5 separate regions of the Mus musculus genome follow, and regions 1, 2, 3 and 5 are each linked to region 4. The links are chromatin contacts, called in public HiChIP or PLAC-seq and promoter capture Hi-C maps. All regions are on one chromosome and are shown on one strand. The core of a region is the stretch at or near the end of the contact, and the rest is flanking DNA. Distances in the headings are between cores, read along the strand shown.

The links. Promoter capture Hi-C pulls out the DNA fragments that hold promoters and counts their contacts. HiChIP or PLAC-seq counts read pairs in DNA pulled down with a chosen protein or histone mark.
Region 1: a promoter capture Hi-C map of pre-B cells shows a contact between it and region 4, with 3 times the contacts expected there. The contact joins the promoter of Zswim6 here to the promoter of Plk2 in region 4.
Region 2: a promoter capture Hi-C map of pre-B cells shows a contact between it and region 4, with 4 times the contacts expected there. The contact joins the promoter of Plpp1 here to the promoter of Plk2 in region 4. A contact is called at or near these places in 1 of 39 promoter capture datasets (pre-B cells) and 1 of 115 datasets of contacts at active chromatin or transcription factors (astrocytes).
Region 3: a contact with region 4 is called in an H3K27ac HiChIP or PLAC-seq map of regulatory T cell precursor, with 10 times the contacts expected there. The contact joins the promoter of Il6st here to the promoter of Plk2 in region 4. A contact is called at or near these places in 2 of 115 datasets of contacts at active chromatin or transcription factors (astrocytes and regulatory T cell precursor).
Region 5: a contact with region 4 is called in a promoter capture Hi-C map of pre-B cells, with 5 times the contacts expected there. The contact joins the promoter of Mtrex here to the promoter of Plk2 in region 4. A contact is called at or near these places in 1 of 39 promoter capture datasets (pre-B cells) and 1 of 484 Hi-C or Micro-C datasets (CD4 T cells).

Annotation. Positions count from the first base shown.
Region 1 is chr13:107,888,418-107,892,162 of GRCm38.p6, forward strand. It overlaps Zswim6 (zinc finger SWIM-type containing 6), which reads right to left and starts at 1,647. Exons shown (of 18, transcript NM_145456.3): 1 at 1,187-1,647; 2 at 1,177-1,185; 3 at 1,169-1,174; 4 at 1,164-1,166; 5 at 980-1,161. The coding sequence starts at 1,632.
Region 2 is chr13:112,799,469-112,802,888 of GRCm38.p6, forward strand. Plpp1 (phospholipid phosphatase 1) reads left to right here and starts at 1,309. Exons shown (of 6, transcript NM_008903.2): 1 at 1,309-1,798. The coding sequence starts at 1,741.
Region 3 is chr13:112,461,893-112,465,869 of GRCm38.p6, forward strand. It overlaps Il6st (interleukin 6 signal transducer), which reads left to right and starts at 2,178. Exons shown (of 17, transcript NM_010560.3): 1 at 2,178-2,358.
Region 4 is chr13:110,392,990-110,396,951 of GRCm38.p6, forward strand. It overlaps Plk2 (polo like kinase 2), which reads left to right and starts at 2,055. Exons shown (of 14, transcript NM_152804.2): 1 at 2,055-2,448; 2 at 3,026-3,133; 3 at 3,287-3,403; 4 at 3,602-3,731; 5 at 3,918-3,962. The coding sequence starts at 2,188.
Region 5 is chr13:112,925,642-112,929,294 of GRCm38.p6, forward strand. It overlaps Mtrex (Mtr4 exosome RNA helicase), which reads right to left and starts at 1,739. Exons shown (of 27, transcript NM_028151.2): 1 at 1,589-1,739. The coding sequence starts at 1,716. Dhx29 (DEAH (Asp-Glu-Ala-His) box polypeptide 29) reads left to right here and starts at 2,039. Exons shown (of 27, transcript NM_172594.3): 1 at 2,039-2,332. The coding sequence starts at 2,152.

The DNA.
Region 1 (3,745 bases), core at 397-2,896, 2.5 Mb before region 4:
TTTGTCAAATATCTTCTACTTTACAAGCCCTGAAAAGAAATAAAGAGGCTCTTTTGTTTGCTTTCCCCTTTTCGGAGGGTGACAGAAAATTGAAAGGGGCACAAATAAACCCGAAAGGAGAACAAACTGCCGGGAGGTGCGGGGCGCGCAGCAGCGCAGGGGCGCAGGGGCCGCGGGGCCCCTCGGTGCGGACGCCGGCCGCGGGTCACAGCGTCGGCGGTGCTGCCCGCTCCCTCAGCACCGCGCCCGAACCCCGGGCTCAGGCAGAAGTCGGGCGGCGGGGTGCCTCACGGGACGGAGAAGCGAGAGCGGCGCCCCTCAGCGGCCCGGCCGGCCGTCACTGCCGGCCGGGGTGGCTCGGGGACCCGGACGCGGACGCCGCGGAGCTCGTTGCAGACACCTTAAAGCAGCCTGAGTACGAGGGGCCGGCCGGCTAGCCGGCCGGCCGTCGGAGCCCCGAGCGGAGCGGTGGCCGAGCGGGGTTGAAGGGATCGCCACCACCCCACCTCGGACCGCGGGGCGCGGAGCAGCGCCAGAAGAAAGGACGCGAGCCGGGCAGTGCAGAGCGAGCGCCCCGGTCGGCATTGTCTGCGGCCCGCGCCCCCTCCCCCGCGCCGCACGCCCCAGCCCGAGCCCCGCGGCCACCCGCGCCTTTGTCCACGCCCGCCCCGCACACCCGCACTCAGCCTGCCGGACAGACGACCGGGACGCCGACACCCACCACCCCGCCACCGAGGGGCGCGTCCTTGCTGATTCATTTCCCACTCGCGCTAGCCCGTCCGGGGAGACGGGGGCGGGGACCAGCGGGAGGAAATGGGCGCTCCGCTCCGGGGACCGTCCGAGTCGCCCGCTGCTGCACCGCGCGCGCCCGACCCGAGGCGGCCCAGGGGATCGGAGGGGAGACCCTGCCCTCCCCCACCCCCGAGGGACAGGAGGACAGACCGAAGGACCGACGGCCCGCGGCAGCCCCGTGACTCACCGACTTGCAGGACGTTGTCTACGCAGCCACTCTCCAGCAGCGCGATACCCCGGCGGAAGGGCAGCCGCGTCTCGTCGCCGCCGTCCGCAGCGCTGGCCGCCCCCACCGACGGGGTCCCGGTGCCCGCGGCGACGGCGGCGGCGGCGGCTGAGGTGGCGGCCGGCGAGGATGAGGAGCCGCCGCGCCGCCGCGCCGCGCCCGTGCTGCCGCCCGCCGCCGCCGCCGCTGTCGTCGCCGGGGCCGCCCGCGGAGCCGCCGCCGGTGTTGAAGGACGAGTACATGCAGATCTCCCGCTCACTGCGGGGAAAGGACCAGTAGACGATGCGGCGCTGCACCGGCTCCGGGATGCGCTCGAAGCGCTCCTCCACGCGCTGGAACGGCCACTTCTCCGCCACCCTGCGCGCTGCGATGTCCAGCAGAGACTCGGGGCTTTGGGTCTTGCCCGGCGGCAGCAGCCCCAGTGCCGCGCCGCCCCCGCACGCCGCCGCCGCCGCCGCACCGCCCGCCCGCGGGCCGGGCCGACAGGCAGAGCTGTAGCCGCCACCCGCGCCGCCGCCGCTGCTGCCCCCACCACCGCCGCCGCCGCCGCCGCCGCCGCCCGGCCGGCAGCAGAGCCGTTTCGCGGGAGGAGGCTGCTGTCCGCGCTCCGCCATGACCGCGCCGCTTCTAACCCGACAGCGGAAGTGCCGGGACCCTATAAACGGCACAAGGAAGCGCGACACGCACACGCCGTGGCGACGCCACGCTGCCATCTAGGGCCCGCCGCTCCTTGTAGGGGCACGGGAGGTGTGGCCTAGGCCGTGACGACATCGCCGAGGAGGAGCGCCGATAGGGAGAACCTAGGGGAGGGGGCGGGGCCTATGCAAATCACTGGGCTGAAACATAAATAGAGCGCTCCGTGGACACGGGGGTGGCGGGGGCACCCGGGTTGGGTGCCCGGTGGGCTGTGAGAATGTCAGGCTGCTGTGACGCGGGAGGCGGGGCTCAGGCGGGGTTTCCGCGGGAGGGGTCGGGCCGTCTGCCAAGGGGAAGGGTGGGTGGGTCTCTGCGCCCCCTGTCTACTCAACTTAGCCCTCCAGCGCCCTGCCTCCTTTTGATGTCCGCCGAGCGTGGACGCTCCTCGTGGGTCGCCGCGGGGCGGGGAGGGGGGAGGGTTCCGGACTAAATGGAGGGCGGGCCGACTGCTCGATGCCCCACCCCCCAGTCAGCCGGCCCCGCGGGGAAAAGCCTCTGGGCGGAGGAGGCGCTTTCAAAACAAAGAAATGCTGCGTGAAGCCCCGGGGACGCGGCCGAGAGGAAGGCGGGGGAGGCGCGGCCCAGGCCGCCTGCTTTCCTTCCAACCCGGCGAAGCGAACTTCCCCCACCCTCGGCCGTGGCTGCGGCGCAGGGGGGAAAGGGAGGAGGGCTGAGCTCAGCCACTGTTTTCCACTTCACTTTTCGCCGACCCAGGTGGGGAAGGGGCGCGGCTGCCCCGCGTAACTGCAGCGCACCCAGCCCTGAGCCCCGGGTTCGCTCCGGCCCGGTGACACGCCAGGGAGCCGAGTCGATCGAGCGCCCGGACACGCGCAGCGCTCGGATGCTGCCCCGCAGCCGCTGGACGCGCGTCCCGAGCCGGCCGCGCCGCCCTGCCCCGCCCCGCCCTCGCACTCTTTCAGTCCTTCGGGCCAAGAAGCCGGCCCGCCCGGCTTCACCCCAGAGCCCCAGTCGCCCTCTGCCGCGACCTGCTGCAGACCCAGGGGGTCGGGCCGCTCACTTAGAGCGCACACACGGGCAGAGAGGATCGCGCAAACTCTCCAACGCGAGACGGTTGTCGCTCACGGCCGCCCGGTGGCGGACAACAGCCGCGGGCGCTCTGGAATCTGCGGCGGGGCTGAGACCTGGAGTCCTTGGCGCTCCGGACGCGCGCTGCGCTCCCTGCAGCATTGGCGGCGCCCGACCGGCGGGTCCTCCCCGCTGCAGGGCAGCAGGAGAGCGAGCAGCGCTGGGAGACGGTGCCCGGGCGCCAGCGGAGGCGGAGAAACGAGTCCCCGTCTGAACCGGGAACCCTGCGGACATTGTTCTTCGCACTCTGCAGAGCTTGGTTAGATCTCAGCCAAGCCGCAGGCTTAATGACCACGTTAGACACTCTGACTTCTTGCTCCACCTTCTGTTTTTACTGTAAACAGTGTTAGAGATACTGTCCTATTGTTGGAGATAAGCCCTAGCTCCTCTGACACTTTCGCATATTGGCTACTCCCCACTGCCTACCTGGTCTGAATTTAAAGCAACTACGCGCGTCGGCGTTGTAAAGAAAATTGCCCACTCAAAGCGAAGGCCGCCCGAGACATTGGACGTGATCCATGTCGGGCATCGGGAGCCCCAGGCTAGAAGTCCCTGGAGACAGGACGCTGGCAGACTTTCCATAGCTGCTTGTTAGGAAAATTTTGGTGACATGTTTTTGTATATTCATCCAGTATTTTTCTAGGCACCTCCTCGGTGCCTAGGAAAAAGCCGGACAGAAAACTGGAAGAGCTTTATGGGCAAGCGGAAGAGGAAGTCCCTTTCCTCCGGTTGTTTAATATCTATATCTCTTTAAGAAATAATTTTAAGAGACTTTAAAACTTAGAGTATCGGAGCAGAAAGAAGGGTGAGCCCTAGTCTGTCCTCAAAAAGTCACGACAAAAGCGTGTGCAGTACAGGTCGCTGAACATTTCCACCCGTGTACACGGGTCTCTGAATTAGAAAGTTAAAAAGGACAGAACTGATGTCCTCGGACAGAATTAATGA
Region 2 (3,420 bases), core at 59-2,558, 2.4 Mb after region 4:
TGTTGAGAGCTTTTAGAAACAATTAAAATAAGTTGAAATTTAAAAATCCATATATCTTTAAAATAAGAATATACTTTTACAAATACACATTTTTATGGCTTATAGTTGCACTTGGAAACACATCTGACTCCCCTTGGGAAGTAGCATCTTTCCACTCACTGGTCTTTTGGGATGCTTGGCAGGAAATACCTGAGAAAACAGAAGGCACATTCTGTGATTTGTATTTTACATCTTCCTATAAGAAGAAAAACCCCAGGGGTGCTGGCTCATGCCTGTAACGCCTTGGGAGGTAGATGCAGGAGTTAAGACCATTTTCGGCTACACAGCCGAATGTGAGGCCTGCCTGGGCTAAAGGAGTCTCTGTCAAAAAAAAAAAAAAAAAAAAAGTCTTGAGCAAGGAGGAAACCATGTATTGTTAAGATTGGTAGTGGTGGTTTAACTCTTTATAAAGCAATTGTCACATTATCTTCTCTGAGTCTCACCACTTCCTCTTAATTAGAATAGACAGCGGGGATCATTGAGATCCTCTTTTTACACATTTGGAAACTGAGATTACTAAATGTGTTCTGGAGGCCTCCTGGGAATGGGTACGGGGACTGCCACTATTGAATCATTGATATTTCTTAAGACATAGTTAACTCTATTGTTTGTGTGAGCATGGCTGAAGCTGCGCTACTGATCAAAAATAAGGCCCCTCCGTGCTAAAGCCAGAGCTCTACCATTGAACAAGTCTCCAAACTCCTCCCAAGTGAAGTCCCAACGAAGTCTATTGCAGTAGGAGACATGACTTGCAGTTAGCGGAAACTGAGCTGGAGATTCGAAGTCAGTGAACAGAACATGACTAAGAAGACATTAATGGCAGGGGTATTCTTGCTAAGGGTAGACTGCGGATTTACGTACACCAAAGGCGGGAGGGTTCAGATATTAAGTATTAGAATATCAAGAATGACCAGAGGGCAAGAAGGATTCTTGCTAGAATGAAGCTCAGCTACGACCAACAGGAAGGCCAAGGTGCAGGCCCCTCACAGAAAGGGGCTTAGAGGTAACTCATTTAAACAGTTTGGAGGGAGAGCCCATGGGAGGAGAAGGATGGCGGGCAGCAGGAGCTATGGAATGGTGTATCGGGGTCTGGCTCTCCTTTAAAGGAAGCATCGCCTAGCACTAAAGGGCTGAATGGACTAAAGAGAGGACTCCCAATCCCTGCAATTGGCCCCGCCCCGTTAACCAGCTTCCAGATTCGGGGCGGGCTCCGCAAGTCGGCGGGGCGGGGCCGATGGCGCTGATTGGCTGTCTGCGCTGGCCTGGGTTTCGTCCCCGCGCGCTGCAGCCGGCGAGACCGCGCACTGGCCGGAGCGGCGCGCCTGGGGCGGGAGGAGCGGTGTTCCTCCAGTCCTCATCCTTAGAGCTCGCCCGGCCTGTTGGAGAGGGCACAGGGCAGCGGAGGGCGATTGGCCGCGACGAGCCAGCACTGAGAGAGCAGGCGCCTGAGGCGACAGATCGGCGGCCACTGGCCCAGTACCGGGTCCGTGAAGGGAAAAGTCCGGGACACGATTGCCCTCGGTGGCAGGGCGGCCCAATCCAAACTGCCCTGGTCCCTGCTCCCGTCAGTCTAAGAGGCTCGCAGTCGCTTGGGGCGGCCGCCATCCCGAGGGCGGGGCTCTGGGAATTGGGTATCTGGACCGCCGCGGTCTGTTCCTCCCGCCACTCGCACCAGGTGGTGACACCATCCAGCCGGTGACCATGTTCGACAAGACGCGGCTGCCGTACGTGGCCCTCGATGTGATTTGCGTGTTGCTGGGTACGTAGGCGCCGCGGCCCGGGGGTCTTCCAGGCGGAGCCGCGCACCGGTGTGGGGTGGGTGTGCCCGGCGTGCGCGCGCGCGCGTGCGCCGGTGGCTGCGGAGAGAGTTGTGGGGAGCCGTTTGCGCAGCTCGGGGGGCCGGGGCTGGGTGGGGGTGGGGGTGATCCCCGCTTCTGCATCCAACACTCTGGCTCCAGCGTGGGCTCTCCCTGCCTGTCTGCCGGTGCGCTGAGTCTAGCCCTGCTTGGCCTCTGTTCTCGCCTGTGCTGTTACCCTCTGTTTCCCGGCCCACTCTAACAGGCAGGGTGGGCTCCTCCCTCTGCACCGTGCAGAGAATCCTGGTCTCTGGCTCATCAGGTTCTGCAGCGAAGCTGGAGGTTCGGTACACTCGGACTTTTCCCTCCCTGGGAACAGGCAGGCAGGCAGGCAGGCAGGCTTCAGTGCCCAGCTTATCATAACTTGGTGAGAAGCACTTGAAAGTTTTCTTCGTCTATAAAAGGTTTAGAACGTTCCTAATTAGAAGGCGTCGTCAGGTTGTAAATTGTCAGGTTGCAGGAGCGATGGAGATGGCCAGGTTTCTGCCTGATGAGGTCTGAAGAAGCTTGCTTTTCCCCATCCCATCCCGTAGAAGTCCTGCTATTGGCTTATAGCGCAGCCCTTGCCTTGGTGTGCCTGTCTCCTGTGACAGCCTGGCACGGAGCGCCTTTAGCTTCTTTAATTTCTTTAGCTACAGCAAAGTTAAGGTTATTTCCCTGGTGGAAGACTTCAATTCTGGGGTCTTTCGTCTCCAGATGTTTTTTTTTGTTTTGTTTTGTTTCTCCTTCAGGAGAAACAAAAACAAAACTTCCCAAACCTCCAAAACTAGAGTCATCTTGTCAAGGGATAGGCATGGAAGGGGTAGCTTTCACTTTTTTTCTTTTTCTTTTTTCTTCTTTTTTTTCCTGTATCGTGTCTGTCACTTGTAGACCATTGGGTCAGGCAATTTACCTAGTTGTAAGCTGTTGGAAGTTTGGGTGGTGGGACTCTGGTTTAAGTAACTGACATAGTCCTGGCGAGTTTTCAAGGCGACTGAACTAGTGGCTTTTGCATCCTAGATACAAATCAGCATAATGGTTCCTCAGAGATAGGAAATTTCCCCAGGCTTTAACTTAATCTCGCTGTTCTAGACTATTCCTCTCTCTTGCTTCCAGCCTGACCATTTAGGTGCCTATAATCTTATAAAATTGTTAAAATTTTAGTACCTGTTTTTTTTAAATGCATTTTCTCTCTCTCTCTCTCTCTCTCTCTCTCTCTCTCTCTCTCTCTCTCTCCTTCCTTCCTTCCTTCCTTCCTTCCTTTCTTTCTTTCTTTCTTTCTTTCTTTCTTTCTTTCTTTCTTTCTTTCTTTCTTTCTTTCTTTCTTTTTTGAGACAGGGTTACTCTGTATAGCCCTGGCTGTCCTGGAACTCACTTTGTAGACCAGGCTGGCCTCAAACTCAGAAATCCGCCTGCCTCTGCCTCCCGAGGGCTGGGATTAAAGGCGTGTGCCACCACGCCCGGTTTAAATGCATTTTCTTAAAGAGTTCCTTTTTTTTTTTTTTTAAAGAAACTTCTTTATTTGGAAGGACCCCCCCCCCCCCCC
Region 3 (3,977 bases), core at 928-3,427, 2.1 Mb after region 4:
TCTTTTCTGTTTAGGATTGTTTGTCAAAGTTGTTGGTTTTCTTTTTCTTTTCATGTTTGTGTGTGCCTTTGTGAGTTTATGTGCACCATGTATGTGCAGGGGTCCCTGGAGATCAGAAGAGGATTGTTGGATTCCCTGGAACTGAACTTACATTGGCTGTGAGCCACCTGAGATGGGTGGTGGGAATTGAACCTGGGTCCTCCGCAAGAGCATCAGGCGTTTTAACTGCTGAGCCATCTCTCCAGTCCCTTTGCTCAGGATTTTAATCACTCTCACAAAGTGTGAGTTGCTGTGTGGCAAGGCTTGAGCTGAGCCAATACAGACAAAGTGATAAGTCATGTATGCGAGAGAGGCAGTATAGGCCTTCGGATTCCCCACCCATGGTCCAAGGCAGGTGAATCCATTATAAAACATTCACCTCCTTCTATCCACAACCACCTCAGATAAACAAACTTTTAAATAAATGCTGTAATGCAGAAAGGTCTACTGAGGTGCGATGGCAGAGGAGTCATTCGAGGACACCTGATATTTACTGAACAGTGCGTCAAACCCTCTCGCTGTTTTAAATAAGTTCATTCTTGCAACTTAGCAGGTCAGAACCGTCCTCCTCATTTTGCAGATGAAGAAACTCAAGACTTTTCCAAGGTCACAGCAATGGGAAGTAACAACCGTAGGATTTGCATTTAAATAGTCGTTCAGCAGACCTACTAAGCACCTTTGTAAGGTCTTCAATTGAACAAAGGCCCTTACAAGTCTTTTCCCTCCATTCGATCTTGTCACACCCTGAGCAAGAGACAAACACATCTTTAGCTTCAGCACATCAACCACTAGTGTGTTTGAGACTCTTTTAGCCAGGCCCTTGGCAGTGTTTTTTCAAACTAGCTGACCAACAGCTAAGGGGTCATAATTCAGAGCTGGGGGTATAGAGATGCAACAGAGGCAAGAAAAGGGGGAGGGAGGGGCAGAGAGCAAGACTGCAGTTTGATCCATTTGATCTCATCTGAATTGTCAATATAACAAAGAACTTTACAATGACTAATTAATGGGTATTTGTTTGCTCTGCAAATCATTATGTTAGCCTTTCTTCCAAAAGTCTCTAGCCTTCTCTCTTTTTTTTTTTTTTTGAGTCATTTCTTCACTTTTAAAAGTTTTTTATTGGGAATTGTATACAGTATATTTTTACCAGATTTTTTTTTTTTTTTTGCTGTTCCCTCAACTTCTCCCACACACCCCTCCATCCGTCCAGCTTCCTGTCATTTGTCTCCTTTAGAGCAAAACAAAAGGTAGATGTTGGGAATGAGAAAATCAATTTCCATCAGTGGAGTTACACTGATTATATATTATATCAATTGCACTCCAAGGGCGGGCTCCGTGCTCAGTAAAAGATAACCAATGCAAATTGGAGTGTTTCTTTACAGTTACACATCCCTTATCTTTTAAGTTTCTCAACTTGCTTGTATACACACTACACACATACACACATCACACACGTGCACTCACGCACATTGCAGCCTTAAGGTCGTTTTCCAATCAAGGGAAGGGTGGTGGATTACAATGAAATAGGTTTTTCCTTGGTATTTCTAATCACACATCAGGCGACTCAAACCGCAAAAAGATAACAGTTTCTTGGCAGGTCACCAGTTCACGGATCAATCAATGACACCCAAACTCATTTACTAACAACAACAAAAATTGCACAGTAGCAAGGTTCGTTTACTTAAGCCTGGGTCCGAAGCGGTCACTATGGGCGAGTACAGTCAGGGCCACTAAGTCCTGCCCTGTCCCCAGGGAGTTCCCTTGCCTCCAGAGTCCCAAGGGCCTCCTAGCAGTCGCCGGAGGCTCGCAGGCCCTCTGGGGAAGACAGCCCAGGGAGACAGCCGAGGTCCGGGGAGAGGGGTCGCGGGAGGCACCTGGGTTGCTGTCCGCGACCCATTACCCTAGAGAAAATGGAACTTTCCGTTCCGGCCACCCACCCAAGTGCGGCGGGGAAGCCTTCGATCTAGTCTAGGAAAGGCGACCAGGCTCAGCCTCCGGAATCCCGGACGCCGGGAGCCGCGTTACGGGAATCGCAGAGGCCTGCAGTCCCGCCCCTTCGTCTCCGGCGACCCGGAGCCAATGGCCGCGCGCTCCGAGACTGACCAGAGCCAATGAGCTCGCGGTCTCTGGCTCCGGGGGGCGGGGCCGTGGGGGGCGGAGCTAGGAGAGCCCGGGTCAGCGGCGGACGGAGGGTGGCGTGTGCGGTCGGGAGGCCAGAGCTTCGAGCCATCCGGGCTGCGGCTCCGCTGAGGGACCGGTGGTGTGGGCCGGGATCCGCGGGGCTGAGGGACGCTCAGGAGCGGCGAGGCTCGCGTCCGGAAGGTGAGAAGAACAGGGCCCCGGCGCGGGAGGGTGCGGGTTGCCTGGAGCGGCCGCCACCTGGCACCCGAGGCCCAGCGGGGCCGGGCTGGACCGGCGCCGAGCGCACGCCCGGAGCTGGTCGGGCTGGCCTGGGAATCCCCGCATTCCTTCCCTCCCCGCTCCGGGCTCCGACTTCCCTGATGTTGTCACCCGCCTTCTCCAGCCGCGTTCCTGACGCACAGTTCCGAAGCCCCCGCCCCAAAGTCCTCTCGGGATCGCGCGTCCTGGGTGACCGCGTCCTGCGTTCTTCCAGTTCCCGTGCCGTGCTCCCTGATCCTACTCTGGACATGGCCCTAGAAAGTGTGGTCTTCTGTGTCCCGTGAAATGCTACCGTTCCCTGCTCTTGATGTTTCTTAATCCAGAGCGAACTTTTCACCCAGACATCTTAACATTTAGGCGTTAATGAAAGTCCAGTGTTTATAAATATTAACTTTCCCTTCGGTCCGTACCCTTCCTAATAAATCCCGCGTGCCTTTACATCCCGAGAGCAAGCCCATCATCGGTCTTTAGATTTTCACCTCCTCCCCTAAGCGTAAACGTGTCCCCTTCTCCAGCTGGCAGGGGGCTCTCTTTTGGATGAACAACCAAAATTCAGAAACTCAAAGCAAACATAATATAAAGGGCTTGGTCCACTTCTGTTCTTGTCATTTTTCCATTAAGAAGAAACTCGTTTTGGCTTAATTTGTATAGTTATTGGACATTACAGCAGCTGTACTGCTTAAAAGTAGTCAGTGAGTGCTGGAATGTCAGCGCGAATCTTCTGAAAAATCTTTGGTCTGGTCAGTGTTGTAAACAAACTCTTTTAGACCGTGTGTGACTGACTGACTGCCAGCTTCCAGTTGGAACGACTCTTAATTTGAAATTACTGACACATTATCAGGGGATGATCGTCATCGTCTTAATTTTCCAAGTTTGTGTTTATATTTATCATTGGGAATTATTTTTGAGCTCTGATCTGGAATGCTACATTTGTAGGACTAATCTGCTAGTCGGTTAAATTCTGTTTTCCACAGGTTTCTGGGGGTGGGGTGTGTGTGTGTTCATTTGCTTCTACTCACAAGAGAAAGAGAGAGAAAAAATTACAGTGGGGGAAAGGTCAGCTAAGGATAAACTTTATAGTAGAAATTTGTATTGTTGGCATTAGTGATTTAGAATATTACAAATACTGTTACCCGCTCATTTAAAGCAACATTCTTATGTAACTGGGCATTTTGTTCTGTTTTATTTATGACTTTGTGTTTTCATTTTGAAATAGTTTTTCCTAAGAGAATGTGGCATTTCAGTTCAGTGCTAGAATGAATACTGATTATTATATACCTATGAAGTGGGTGTTACAATATCTACCTTCTAGAAAAGGGAACAGGCTCAAAAAACATGGCTCCAAAGCCTGTGCCTACAAACTGTTGTGTTGATGGATCTCTTATCGCATTCCTACAGTTTGGTCTGGGGAGTTGAGTGTTGTCCACAACCCTGCAGTGGGAGCAGGAAGGGGTTTTCCCTGGAAGTGATCTCAGGTGTCATTTTGCCACACATTTGCTTCACCTGGCCCTGGTACATTTGCAACTTGTCTGCTAAGGAAG
Region 4 (3,962 bases), core at 805-3,304:
CTGAATGTCTTCTTAACTACTAAGACTGGACTTACCTATGCTTGATAGTGGCCTGGAGGAAAAACCATTTGCCCTTATTAATTTGGAATTCTGCATGTCACTCTTTCCCTGTTGGCAAGGACTGAGCACTGATATTTTATTAAAGGCCTGTATAATCTTTGGAACACAGAACTCCAATGTGAAGTGACCGCTTACGTACTGTGTTAACCGAGACAATAGGACGGGCATGGAGTTCGCAAAACTTCGTGGTTCTATGAAAAATGTATTGATAATAGCTATTTAAATCGTCTAGGACCCCGTTTCTTCACCTGTAAGATGGGAAAGATGTAGACTAGGCTATGTCCCTTCAAAACAGGTCCACAGGTAGCTAGACTATGTCACCCTCAATGTAACCGCTGAGTCGGGATAAGTTTGAATTGAATTAAAAGATAGGTAGACACAGAAAGCCTGAAAGTGGCACACCACTTTTTTGTAAGGAAAAAGAAAAAAAATCACATTTATTAAAAGAAGTCTCAAGTTCTAAGTCTCCAGAACCAGACAAAAAGAACGATTCTAAGTAACAAACTTATCAGTGAAAAACATAAACTCTTCCCTATTTACTCCCTTGTTCCCGACTGCCTTTTGTTTCCTGTCTTTTCCCACACTCTTGTTTTGGCTTCTGATAGCATTCAAACCTCAATTCTAAGCCACTTTGGAGGGTACTCTTTTTGTTGTGAATGGAGAAACTTGTGGTTCTGCAGTTTATCTGCCCAGCCCGAGGAACCACAGTGATAATTTGAAAGGGTAGAAGGAAAATGATTTTCCCTCCCCTAATATGGCAGACTTTTTCATTCAGGATTGTATTAAGATGATATAGACAGGGCCGGGCAGTAGTGGCGCACACCTTTAGTCCCAGCACTTGGGAGGCAGAGGCAGGCGGATTTCTGAGTTCAAGGCCAACCTGGTCTACAGAGTGAATTCCAGGACAGCCAGGGCTACACAGAGAAAAGAGAAACCCTGCCCCCCCCCCCAAAAAAAATGTATACAGCATTTCAAAATAGCTACCAGCGGTTAATACGGAACCATACGCGCTGGAACAAGGAAGAAGGAAAGTCTCTGAGATGGTACAACTGAACAGTAAAATCTGTAAAAACTGAACAGCCGCCTTTATTCTCCACTATACCCCACTGTGGGACCTTAGATTGACTCTGTGTACCAGGGCGGTGACATTGCTTAGTGACATTAGATCCACGCAATCTGAATCACCTAGTTGGAACAAAAAGTTATAGATGACTTCAATTGTAGAATTATAATTGGCAACAGAACACTTTTAGCGTTACTGTGGAAGCCAGCCCATATTGTTGCTAAGGAACCTCGGCCCACTTAGACCGTTAATCGTTTTTCTGAAAAAATCCACAGGATGGCGATCTTGCTTAGACTTGTTGCGTACCAAACCTTCTCCAGTCGTCAAGCCCTCGCTCCACTCCAAGGTTAAGAGCCTGGCCTCTGACAGGGGTCACTTATCAGGCGATGGGAAGAGGCTGCAGGGAGCTCAGATACTCCCACGCCACAGCAGGTCACCCGGATCTGCGACCCGGATTGTGCCTGGTTCCCTAGCTGCTCTGGCTCTGCCTGGTGCCCGGTTCCGCAAGGCCGGCCACTGAGCCTCCCGCCTGCGGTGGCGGCGGAGGTCCCCAAGCGCTCCGGGTCTCCGGGTGCCACCCCGCGGGGCTCGCTGGATGACAGGGTGTGGGGCTGCACACAGTCAGGAGGGCGGTGCCAACCCTGCGGCTCCCCCGGGCTGCTACCCCGCATCCCCGCTCCTCCAGGACCCAGACAGGGCGTCCGCCCTTGGGTTTCTGTTTCCCACGTCCAAAGTCAGGGCACGCGACGAACTGGGGGCACTTGGCGTACCGCCGCCTTCAGGCCAGGTCGAAGCCCACGACATCCAGGCGGCCACCCCGCACCTATCCACAGCGCGGACTCCGGGGCCGGTGGGTGGAGCGCTCGCCGTGACGTCACGAGGCCCCGCCCCAGCCAGCCGGCGCGTATTTAAAGCTTCGCTGCTCGCTCTTGCTCGCACAAGCGAAGCAGGACGTCAGACTAGAGAGTAGGGAGAGAGACTGGTGCTCGAGGGACAGGGCTAGCCCGGACGCTTGTCCGCGCCTCGGAGGTGGCAAGTAGGCAGTGTCGGGTGGCGAGGCAACGATGGAGCTCCTGCGGACTATCACCTACCAGCCGGCCGCCGGCACCAAGATGTGCGAGCAGGCTCTGGGCAAAGCTTGCGGCGGGGACTCAAAGAAGAAGCGACCGCAGCAGCCTTCTGAAGATGGGCAGCCCCAAGCCCAGGTGACCCCGGCGGCCCCGCACCACCATCACCACCATTCCCACTCGGGACCCGAGATCTCGCGGATTATAGTCGACCCCACGACGGGGAAGCGCTACTGCCGGGGCAAAGTGCTGGGCAAGGTGAGGAGCGGCGGACGTCAGGCTGCCGGGCGGGAGGGCGGGCTGCCCGGGCAAGCTGAGCGAGCAGGGACCCAGCGCCCGCACTTCTCGCTCCTTCAGCTGTCTGGTTCCCCGAACGATCGACGTGGGTTCCTCTCCTGCCCTCCTGGGCTTCTGTGCGCCGACAGCGCTGGGGTTCGGATTTGCATCCTTAGCCTGTTTTTCTCCCGAGTCTAAGAAGGAGGACTGAAGGCATTCTACCTTGGCCTTGGGCTCTCACTATCTGATCCCCAGGGAGCTAGCCTGTCAAATTTCTTCAGAGGGCATTTTCCTCCCTTTCCCCCTTCCACTCCCTTCTCCATAGAGTTCTTTGTAAAGGGGAAACGAGAAAACTGGACTGGTTTCTAGGAATGTGCTGCCCTTCCTGAAAAACCATTATACAAAGCAGATTGTACTGCTCTGCCCACCCTCTGTTCCTCAAATTTTGCTTCCCGTTCCCATTTACGTATTCATTTATTTTAAACGTTGGCCCTTCATTTTTTTTTTTTTTCCTTTTTTCTGTCCTGCTCAATTCCATCTCGGCTTTGTTTCCTCGCAGGGTGGATTTGCAAAGTGTTACGAAATGACAGATCTGACAAACAACAAAGTCTACGCTGCAAAAATTATTCCTCACAGCAGAGTAGCTAAACCTCATCAGAGGGAAAAGGTGGGTATGACTGTCGACTAAAGTATTTTCTTTGTGTGCAGGGATGGCCCTACCCTGTTAGAAAAAAAATGTCTTCTGCATGTGTAAGCACTGCCTTTCCAGACACGACGAGAGACTAATAAGCCTTCTCTTGCTTTTTTTATTTTTCCTTAGATCGACAAAGAAATCGAGCTTCACAGACTACTGCACCATAAGCATGTCGTGCAGTTTTACCACTACTTTGAAGACAAAGAAAACATTTACATTCTCTTGGAATACTGCAGTAGAAGGGTAAGTGTTGACTCCTGGGTCAGCGAGCTTGCCGACAGGAAGCCGGAGTGGTGTTTGGATTACATTTTATCAGCGGTTTTAGCCGTGACAGTTAATTAGTCTCCCACCATATGAGACTGCGTCGTCAGTCCAGCAAAGGGATGCCCGATCTAGGTAACTTTATTTGACAAATTCTCCTCTCTCCCCTTCTCTTCCTAGTCCATGGCTCACATCTTGAAAGCAAGAAAGGTGTTGACAGAGCCAGAAGTCCGATACTACCTCAGGCAGATTGTGTCAGGACTCAAGTATCTTCACGAACAAGAAATCTTGCACAGGGATCTCAAGCTAGGTAAGGCTTCTCCTGCAGCGACGGGGGTGGGGGTGGGGTGGGGGTGGGGGGGTGGGGGCTAGAGAGTGGGAGGTTTTCCAGTGTTGTGAATCTAGCTTTTTGAATGGGTGCCTTCACTGGAGGGTGCTGATCTCCAAGTGTGAACCTTTCCAAGGGAGTTCATGTTTCCTTTTGTTTATCTTCTAGGGAACTTTTTTATTAATGAAGCCATGGAGCTGAAGGTGGGAGACT
Region 5 (3,653 bases), core at 489-2,988, 2.5 Mb after region 4:
GAAAGCTCTAGTGTGCTTTTTGTTGCTGTAATAAAAACACTGGCCAGGCATGGTGGCGCACGCCTTTAATCCCAGCACTCGGGAGGCAGAGGCAGGTGGATTTCTGAGTTCGAGGCCAGCCTGGTCTACAAAGTGAGTTCCAGGACAGCCAGGGCTATAGAGAAACCCTGTCTCAAAAAAACAAAAAACAAAAAACAATAATAATAATAATAATAATAACAAAATAAAAATAAATAAAAACACTGACCACAAGCAACTTAGACAGGAAAGGACTTAATTCAGCTGATGTGTTTACAATCCATCACTCAGAAAAGCGAAAATGGGAACTCGGAGGCAGAGACCACAGAAATGCTGCTCACGGGTTTCTATAGCTCCATCACCCAGTGCAGGCTCACCTGCCCAGGAAGGTACACACCATAGCGCACTGGGCTGCCCTCCCACATAAATCAGCAATTAAGAAAATGCTCCAAAGACTTGTCCAAGGGTCAGTGTGGTGAAGGAAATTCCTCAACTTGAGAACTGAAGGTAACTGACAATAAGGGAAATTCTGTGTCTTCTTTGTGTGGCGCCTACACTTGAGCATACAGTGGAGGCCAGAGGACTTCCAGCATCCTACATTACTCCCTTGAGACAGCGTTTCTCACTTATACAACCAAGAGGCTAAGTTAGCAACCAGCCAGGCCCAACAATTTTTGTCTCTGTGCCCCACTGTGCTGGGGTTACAGTGCTCACACTTTTTATGTGGGTACTAGAGATTTGAAACTAGGTCCTCATTCTCAAACAGAAAGCTGTCTTTTACACTGGCCATGTCCTCAGCCCTAGAGCAATGATTTTTTAAATTAATTAATTTATGACTGGATTCCAGGTAAGAAGCAGAAAGACATAGCTTTTTTTTTTTTTTAAACCAGTACTTTGCAACTACTCATGTAATAACGGACCGAATCAATCATCAAGTGTAAAACGCTAACGGAAGAGAAAACTAGTTTGACCGAGTGTCATAGGGGCACTCTGGGAATTCCAACCCTAAGGACCTGAAATAAGAGGATCTCGAGTTCGAGGGCTGCCCAACTTACATAGCGATATCCTGAATCTGACTTTATTATTATTATTATTATTATTATTATTATTATTATTATTATTAATTTATTTTGGGAAAACTACAACTTGGAGATTAAATCTCTTCCTTCGGTAGCGATTTGCCTTCGCGGTTTAAGAACCCCCTACATGTCTTCCCCCTTGGCTCATCTAGTGCCTCGCTGCTTAAAGACTATGTGAGAGGTTTTGTGGGTGACAAGCCCCGCCTCGCAAGCAAAGCCGTACCTGGCCTGCTAAGCTGGGGTTACAGCCAAAGCATGGCCTAAGGAAGCCACGCTGCGGCCGGACAGGCACGAACACCGAGACCGCCCTCCCTCCCGCAAAATCAACCTTTCCTCTCTCCCCAACGGTTTTTTTTTTTTTTCCCCTCAATCTCCTTAGCCTCTTGACTCCATTCAAACACTTTCTGTGCTCCTCGTCTGAGTCGTGTTTCCTTTACCGGCATCAAAAACAAGAAGAACGAGAAGAAAAAGAGCTCAGAGGTTTTCCTTACCCGGCCTTGTCTGCAGACCCTGGTGGCCCCTTCCATTTCTCTTTCTCTTTGTCTTTCTTGGCTCCTGCTGCAGAGGTCGAATCATCCTCGAAAACGCTGAAAAGCTCATCCCCGAAAGCATCCGCCATCTTTCGGAACTCTGAGACCGAATCTCCCTCCTACCCAAGAGGCCCCGCGACCGTACCCTACAGTGACGCCGAATGGGGGGACTCGACGGTGGCCCGGAGGAGTCAAAAGTGAGCGAGCCTTGAGCCCCGCGTGACTTTTCTCCTTTCTAGTCTGGGTCCTGCCCCTTTTCTCTTCCAACCACTGCGAGTCCGGCAGTTCAATGACTAAAAACTTAGCGACCAGTGGCGCACGACAGCAGCCATGCCGCTCGCTCCCGGGAGCCGAGAGGCGGAGTCTGAGGACACGGGCCAATTGAGCCGGAGCCCCAGCCGCGGAGCCCGGATGGAGGAGGCTGGGTGGAGGCGTGGGAGCCGGCAAACGTGAAGAGCTCTCGGGCTTCTGCTGTGCCGCAGCGGGGATCTGGATCTGGAAGACTACTCTCCTGCAGCTGAAACATGGGCGGCAAAAATAAGAAACACAAGGCGCCGGGAGCTGCGGCGATGCGGGCCGCCGTGTCTGCTTCCAGAGCCAGAAGTGCAGAGGCCGGAGCTGTTGGGGAAGCCCAGAGCAAGAAGCCGGTGGCCAGGCCGGCGCCCGCCGTCCCCACCGGCGCCCGGGAGCCCCGAGTGAAGCAAGGTAAGCCCTGACCCAGTGCCCAGCCTTCTGCCCTCAGACCCTGCTTCTTGTCCAGCAAAGACTCACAACGTGAGCTGATGAGATCCAAACTTAGACATCTTCCACACCTGAGCAGTGGGTGGGGTGGCCTTGTAGATCGGTCTAAGGGCCTTTGGCCATTAAAGTTACAAAAGTAACTCTGTTACAGCGTGGCTTCGCCTTTCTAACTCACTCTTTTTTTTTTTTCTTTCTCCTTCTAAGAACGGAGTCATGGCATCTGCTGTTGTTCAGCAGGAATCCACTCTGAGCTGTCAGAACAGCCGCTCCGCTAGTTAAGAGAGTTGTTAAGGGAAGTGCTTCTGGCTTGATGCAGCTCCATGTTCTGTCAGATCTTAATGTCTTCTTCAGCATCTATCTACATAAATATCCTTGTATGTTCCAGAAAAGTCAGTGTTTCCTAAGAATAACCACACTTTACACATTGGACACTGGATTGACTTACAGTAAAATTCTATGCTTGTCAAATCCTTGCATTTTTTTGCTTACCCTGCAGATTGATTTGATAACTTGAAGGTGATTAGTTACGGCCACTCTTTCAGCTAGTTTCAAAAACATCAAAATTATATGTTGTTTTGTTCTGTTTGATCTGTTTGCTTGCAGTAATTTTTTTCTATAACAAAAAACTTGCAAGCATATGTGCTTATTGATACATAAATACCAAGCATCTGACTGGTGATAATAAGACCGAAAAAAATGGAAACCTTCGCTCCAGAGCAGCTTAGGAATCTAATTTACTAATCACACAGACAGTCGTGCTTTATAGTTGTTAAGCTTCAGAGAGAGAGAGAGCATGCCCATGAGTGTTTAGCAGGGTGTTTTGTTTCGGTTTTTTTCCCCCCAATGGTGAGGAGTCATGAAAAGTGATAGTTGAGCTGAAATTAGAAGCTGTCTAGAAGTTAATCCTGTAAAGCATGGTAGGAATAACATTCCCAAGATCTTGAGTTAAGAAAGAGCTTGGAGGGGGCTGGAGAGATGGCTCAGTGGTTAAGAGCGCTGACTGCTCTTCCAGAGGTCCTGAGTTCAATTCCCAGCAACCACATGGTGGCTCACAACCATCTGTAATGAGACCTGATGCCATCTTCTGTGGTGTATCTGAAGACAGCTACAGTGACAGCTACAGCGTACTCATATTAAAAAAAAAAAAAAAAAAAAGCTTGGAGCATTGTGTGTGTGTGTGTGTGTGTGTGTGTGTGTGTGTATGTGTGGTGGGGGATTTATGAGAAAATAAGCTAGTGGCATGGCGCACTTACTCCTAGAAAGTAATCCTCTATAAATGCAAATT